2 separate regions of the Sus scrofa genome follow, and region 1 is linked to region 2. The links are chromatin contacts, called in public HiChIP or PLAC-seq maps. All regions are on one chromosome and are shown on one strand. Each heading gives the region's core, a stretch centred on a gene start, on an enhancer-like site or on the middle of the called end of the contact. The rest is flanking DNA. Distances are from core to core; before and after follow the strand shown. Region 1 holds the start of NMNAT3 (nicotinamide/nicotinic acid mononucleotide adenylyltransferase 3). Region 2 holds the start of COPB2 (coatomer subunit beta').

Region 1 (3,069 bases), core at 364-2,863, 290 kb after region 2:
CAAAGAAGGAATCAGCATCACTCAAACCAATAAAACACACCAAGCTGTCACCAGCTAGGTGCTTTCTGAAGCCTAAAAACCTCTCCTAAACCCTAGTGGTCCTGAGTGAGGGACCAGCAGAGCTGCTGCCTCTTGGGAGTTTTCTGGCCAGTTTGGGGGGAGGGTGACACCACCTATGAAAGTGAGAAAGGACGCTCAGCTGAGGAGTGTGAGCCTTATGTTCCCAGGGGACTCGTGGAGCTGGCAGTGACAGGTGAGGCTTCCTGTGAAATGTAAACGTGGCTCTGGCAGAAGCAGAGGGGCTTTCCCTGATAAGGCCAGGGCGTCAAACCCTCTCCAAAGCACCACGTTCACCAGGCTGGTACTGTCAGTGTCCTTCACCTGGCCCACTCCACCTGAGCTCCAGGAGGACAAGGCCAGTGTGAAGTGGGCACCAGTTAAATATTTCAAGAATGAATGGCTAAAGCAGTCATCATTTTAGAGGCCCAGCTGTTTGAGAGATTTGACTCAGATGAGGCAACAGGACTGCAGGAGAGGGGAAGTGAGTTTGCCCAGCAGCAGAATACTGTGTTCAGCCCAGATCTATGCCCTGCTCCATCAACAGAGGTCTTCATCTTTACTTCACTCACCAAACGCTCAGAACACAACTAAGTCATTGACATTCAGGGTCTCAACTGCCAATGGGCAGGAACAGTGCCACTTTACAGAGTAGGAAGTTGAGAAACCTGCTTTCCTCCTAGCTCTCTGTACCCGCCACTACTGACCTGCCTTTCCTCAAACAAGCCACACTCTCTCCCAGCAAAATGTGTTTGCTCTGTGGTTTTCCACCTTGGAACTCTGCTCTTCAAACTGAAGTACATCCTTTACAAATGGGAGCTCTGGCTAAAAGTTCTCCCAGCACAGGTGACTCCAATCTTCACAGTTTTAATTTTCACACTCAGGTGTGGAGAATACCTACTTGCTATGGGTCTCTCCCACCAGACTGCAAGCTCCAAGAGGGGTGGCCACCACTGTTCGTTGGCCTACCACTGTATCCCCAGTACTGAGCCCAGGGGTACGCAGGATTTGGTGGATACTTTTTTATAACTGCTGAGTGCGCAAGAACTTAAGGTGGGATCTGTTTGAACCACGCAGTGCAAAGGCAAGGGTGATAATGCTGAGCCGAAAAAGGGCTGCACGCGGCGGTAGAGAAAAGGCGTTCTGGGGTCCATCCGACCCGTACTGTCTACGGGGCTCCGCGTCCCGCCGCCACCTGTCGTCTTGGAGCGGGCCAGGTTTTCGCGGGCGCCCGCGAGGGTAGAGGCGGGGTCAACAGGCGCGGCCCTGGTTGCGCTTACCTGCGCGTTGCGGGGCTCCGCAGAGACACTCGGCGTGCCTTGGAGGCCTACAGGGAACTGTGGGCTCGGACGTGCAGAACCAGGGCTCTCTGCCCGCCCGCGACTCAGCACGTAGCCTGGCGGGGACTGTTGCAGGGCTCCGCAAGCACCGCCCTTCACGGTGGAGGAGCCCGGGACCTTCCCGCCCCGCCCCCGCGCTGGGGGTGAGAGGGCGGGTCTAAGGTGAACTTGACCCTGCGCGATCCCGGCTCCCCGCGATGGGCGGAGTCAGAGAGAAACCACCCGCGCCCCCTTGCTTTCCTTTCTCGTCAGGGCCGGGCCCCGAGGAGAACAGGACCTGTGCCCCGCCCCCTTGCTCAAAAGCCCCGCCCACTGCCCGCCCCCCCCCACTGGCGTTTTTATTTCCTGTGAGAGTTTGCATTTTATTTTCCTACGTTTTATATTCTGTTTTATTCCTTATTTTTACTTTTTTTAAAATATCGAATTAAAAATATTTCAAAGCAAGGCATAAGTACTTTTTACAAAATAAAATTAGCGAGATGTTCTTATAATGAAAGCAACAGGGCCCTCTCCCTTGCGCTGCACATACAGTCCTTTATATCATCAGTTCCTGTGTTGAATTCTTCTCGTGGTTACCCCCTGGTCGCTAAAAAATAAGCTTACATAGCAGTTTCTTGATTTATCTATTGACTTTCTGCCATGTTAGATGAGGATTTACTCTCTCACTGCGCCCCTGCCTCCCTTCTGCTGACAAATTTACACCTCTGTTCTCAAGTCCTGCCCTGGCGAGCTCTGAGACCCCAAACAAGGAGTGGATGAAGGTTTTCTGGGACTTGAAGCTTATACAATTGTGGGAGGAGGGGAGAATGAGGGCTGTTTTAGAGAGCCCTACAGAACAAAGGCTTGCAAATGAACATTTATTTAGAATGAGAAAAGCAATCACAACAAAATCCTTTGGCCTTGGGGAATCAGGTCCATGTCCTCTGAGATCTTTGTAGGTAATTTATATCCTGAATTTGTTTCCTGAGTGTGGCTTCTCTTCCTCTGCTCACCCAGAACCCGCCATAACTCCCAGTCCTTCCAGGGGCAGTGAAGGTCAAGGTGCATGTTTCTGCCAGTAGGATTTCCTGACGGAATGAACTGAGGTGCGCAAAAAGAGACATCAAGGGTGATGCCAAAGTCTTGTGATCGCTGCACACCTAACTCTCAGCTTTCGTAGCATCCGTGATGGATTCTTAGTATAGAGTGTTTTGTAAAGCTGGCTCTGGGCCCCTGTCTGGTCACCAGATCCTCAAGGTGCTCCCAATAGGCTGGCTGGACAGGCATGCTCTCCCCACTTTTAGGAGGGTCTGTACTTATCAGCAAAGGCAGAACACAGATAGTACCTAGTAAGTGTGTAGGTGAAGGGGCTGGTCCATCCCTCCTTATTCAGACTGAAGAAGCAGTGTCCACCACTTCCAGACACCCCTTCTCTCCCAGGTGAGTTCAGTCCTTTCCCTTCTTCTGCTCTGCCTCCCTTCTCACCTATTCATTCTCCTTCCTCCCTTGTCCAGCTCCTGAGAATCAGGAGTAACTCCCTTACTCTGTGAGACGTGGCTCAACTGGGTGACCTTGAGCAAAGTCACTTTACCTCTGATGCCTCAGGATCCTTCTCTGAAATTGGAGGTAACAACCCTTCAGGGAAGATTAAGTGGCTTCATATCTATATGTAAGAGGATAATTTTTCCCCTTA
Region 2 (3,141 bases), core at 203-2,702:
GGAGGCAAAGGTTTAAGCAAAATCCATGGCACATAGTAAACATTCTACACTACATAAGTGAATAAATAAATTCACATTTTGTGTCTTATATAAAAGATTTTAAAAGTGTTAGATAATTAACTATTTCATTATAAAAACACTTGGAAAAGTGTTTAAAAAGATTGGAAAAGAAAACTAAGATAGGCAGATGTGAGGGCTGTTTCCAAAAACCGTCTGTTGCTAAAAGCACAGCACACCCCAGAGCAGATCACTGGTAATATGAGGTGGTGAAATTGAGTATTGTTCAGGGGCTCTGGGGACCCAGAAAGTTCAGGGATGAGGATGGAGGGTGCCTGTGAGTGAACCTCCTGAAATTTTATGCAACACTGTGTTTCTCTATGTTTCTTCTATAAGTATCCATAAAGTTTACCACTATCTCTAGGGAATCAACCTCTGTTGTAGTTAAAACTCTGCATCAATTAGCCTTAAACAAACTTTAATTTTTTTTTCTTTCTTTAACTGCAAGGTGAGGAACTTAGACTTCTTAATCCCTAAGGTCTTCAACCTCCAAAAATCTTTGCACCTGTGCTTCCTAACAAATGCAAAAAAGCAGGAAAACGTTTAAATACAAAATACTGACTCTCTTACATATTTTTGGAAAGGAATTCTCACGCTATTGTATTATTTTTCTTCTTAATATAACACTTTTGTGCAAAAGCATTTTAGAGCATATTTGGAGGTGATAAAAAATGCTGTCATTACAGCCATTCTTACCAGCTACTCCATTTGCAAATGTAGAAAAGCATGCCAACCAGTTTTATATACAATTCCCCAAGTCTTTTCTCCTTAAAACGTAAGCTGGGAATTTTAAATTCCACCTCTGATTCTCTATATACTTACTGGGGTGGGATGGAAGCGTGCCTGTTTAAGTTCGTAGTTTGTAGTCAGCACACACTATACCAGAACAAGCCCAACATGAGTGCAAAATCAGCTATCACCGTTTTAAAGGCAGAATGAGTAGTTTTGTCAAGGCCTTCTAAGGAAATCGACATTTTCGGTCTCCTGCTATTTCCCTACACCACGGACCCCGCTGCAGAGTTCAGAAGCTCTGGCGACGCCGTAACCACCGGAATCAGGGACCCCTCAATTCCAGCCATTACCTCTCCAAACCACCCATCACCTTCTCCCTCCCAGAATTCAAACTGGACCAGGGCCCCGCAAGGCCTGAGGCGGCGGCCGCAGCGGGAGCCCAGGCTACTGCTGCTGCTGACTGTGGTCCCCAGGCCAGGAGCTCCAGGTAATGACCTGGGCCGCAGGAGTCCCGCTCCCTCCTGCAGGGCCTGGACCTACCATGGCTCCGTCGGTCCAAGTCCGGGCGTCCTCGCTTGCTACCGGCAAGCAGTCCCAAGACAGACCCACCTTACCACTGACCCGCCGACGGACTGACGTGGAACTTCCGGGAGGAGTTCTCGCGATAGTAGAGGCCAGGGCCAGAGCGCCTGCGCAAAGCCGGCGCAGGGCTGACGTTTGCCAAGCCCCGCCCCAATTTCCTAGGCAACGTGGCCTCCAAACTGCCCCGGCAGACCTGGAGCCGCTGGAGCAAATTGGGGTGTGGCCTCTACTACTCTGCGCGGTGGTTTGGGTCTGCTGAGGGTGAATGAGAATCGGAAAACCGAGAGACAGAAAAGATGGGGGGATTCCCCTCCAGGCTTAGAGGAAACAACCCGACTGCTATCCATGAGGATGCAGGTTCGATCCCTGGTCTCGCTCAGTGGTTAAGGATCCCGCGTTTGCTGTGAGCTGTCTTGTAGGTACCAGACGGGGCTGGAATTGTGTGTGGAACCGCGCGTGGCTGTGGCGTAGGCCGGCAGCTATAGCTCCTATTGGACCCCTGACCTGGGATTTAAATATACCCGGAGGTGCGGCCCTAAAAAAAAAGTGACAAAAAAAGAAGAAAAAAAAAATGGCAAAAAGCAGAATGTTTAATCCAAACACTAATGGCTGGAGAAACTGCCCCTTGGTGTAATTTTGTCACAGGGGCTGAGCAGCGCTGTCAGGGCTCCTCTGAAGGAGTTAGAGGGAAGAAAGAAAGGCAGGCGAGGCTTCCAGCCCGCTGTGCCCTGGTGAGCCTGAGTACAAAGCCCAGAGAATTCTCTACTGGTGCACTGATTGAGGCTGGAAAGATGTGGCCTGAACTGCGGGCTGAGCTTCCCCTCGGAGGGTAGAAAAGAGCCTTCAGGCTCTGGATCTCCCCAGGAGATGGGAGTATCCGACGCTGCTTGACCTGCTTTTATTGAGCATCGACCACGTTGTCCATGCTTTTGTTTCATTTTTTGGTAAAAATTTAACTTTTATTTTGCAGTGTTGTTCTTTCTTTTAGAAACTGGTTATTGATATTCAGCTGTATGCCAAACAGCCTTTTCTCTTAAATTTTCGCATCAGATCTGAATTATGTCCATTTTACTGATGAGAAAACTAAGGCTTAAAGAATTTAAGTGTCCAGGCCAAGGCCACATAGTAAATGGTAGAGGCAGAATTTGATACTGGACTAGTATGGAAGTCTTGTACTCTTTCTACTATACCAAAGTATATCTTCATTAAGGTAGTTGAACACTATAATAAGGACCTGCACCATAGGGGTTACAAAATTAAGTGCTAGAGCATTTGCCTACCACCACCTTCCTACATTCCACCTTTTAAAAATAAATTATTTCAACTTAATTTTTTAAACACCACAGGCCTAATAACACTTGCCCTCTTGGTGCATATAAATGTATAAATGGGAGTTCCCACTGTGGTGCAGCAGAAACGAACCCAGCTAGTATCCAAGAGGATGATGGTTGGATCCCTGGCTTCCTCCAGTGGGTTAAGGATCCTGTGTTGCCCTGAGCTGTGGTGTAGGTCACAGACTCAGCTGATCTGGGGTGGCTGTGGCTGTGGTATAGGCTGGCGGCTGCAGCTCCGATTTGACCCCAAGCCTGGGAACTTCCACATGTCCCAGGTACAGCCCTAAAAAGCAAAAATTAAAAAAAGAATAAACGTATACCTCAGGCCTGAGAGTAGCCTTGGGGATTTTTTTAGACCTCTGCATTAAAAAGAAACACACATACATGTGTGACATTCAAAGAGAGACAGAGACTCTGCATCAGGTAATTTGGCTTT

Evidence for each region. HiChIP or PLAC-seq counts read pairs in DNA pulled down with a chosen protein or histone mark.
Region 1: a contact with region 2 is called in an H3K27ac HiChIP or PLAC-seq map of alveolar macrophages. The contact joins the promoter of NMNAT3 here to the promoter of COPB2 in region 2. A contact is called at or near these places in 1 of 47 Hi-C or Micro-C datasets (liver) and 1 of 2 datasets of contacts at active chromatin or transcription factors (alveolar macrophages).

What each region holds. Positions count from the first base shown.
Region 1 is chr13:80,555,195-80,558,263 of Sscrofa11.1, forward strand. It overlaps NMNAT3 (nicotinamide/nicotinic acid mononucleotide adenylyltransferase 3), which reads right to left and starts at 1,614. Exons shown (of 4, transcript XM_021069536.1): 1 at 1,338-1,614.
Region 2 is chr13:80,263,340-80,266,480 of Sscrofa11.1, forward strand. It overlaps COPB2 (coatomer subunit beta'), which reads right to left and starts at 1,453. Exons shown (of 23, transcript XM_021069531.1): 1 at 1,330-1,453. The coding sequence starts at 1,332.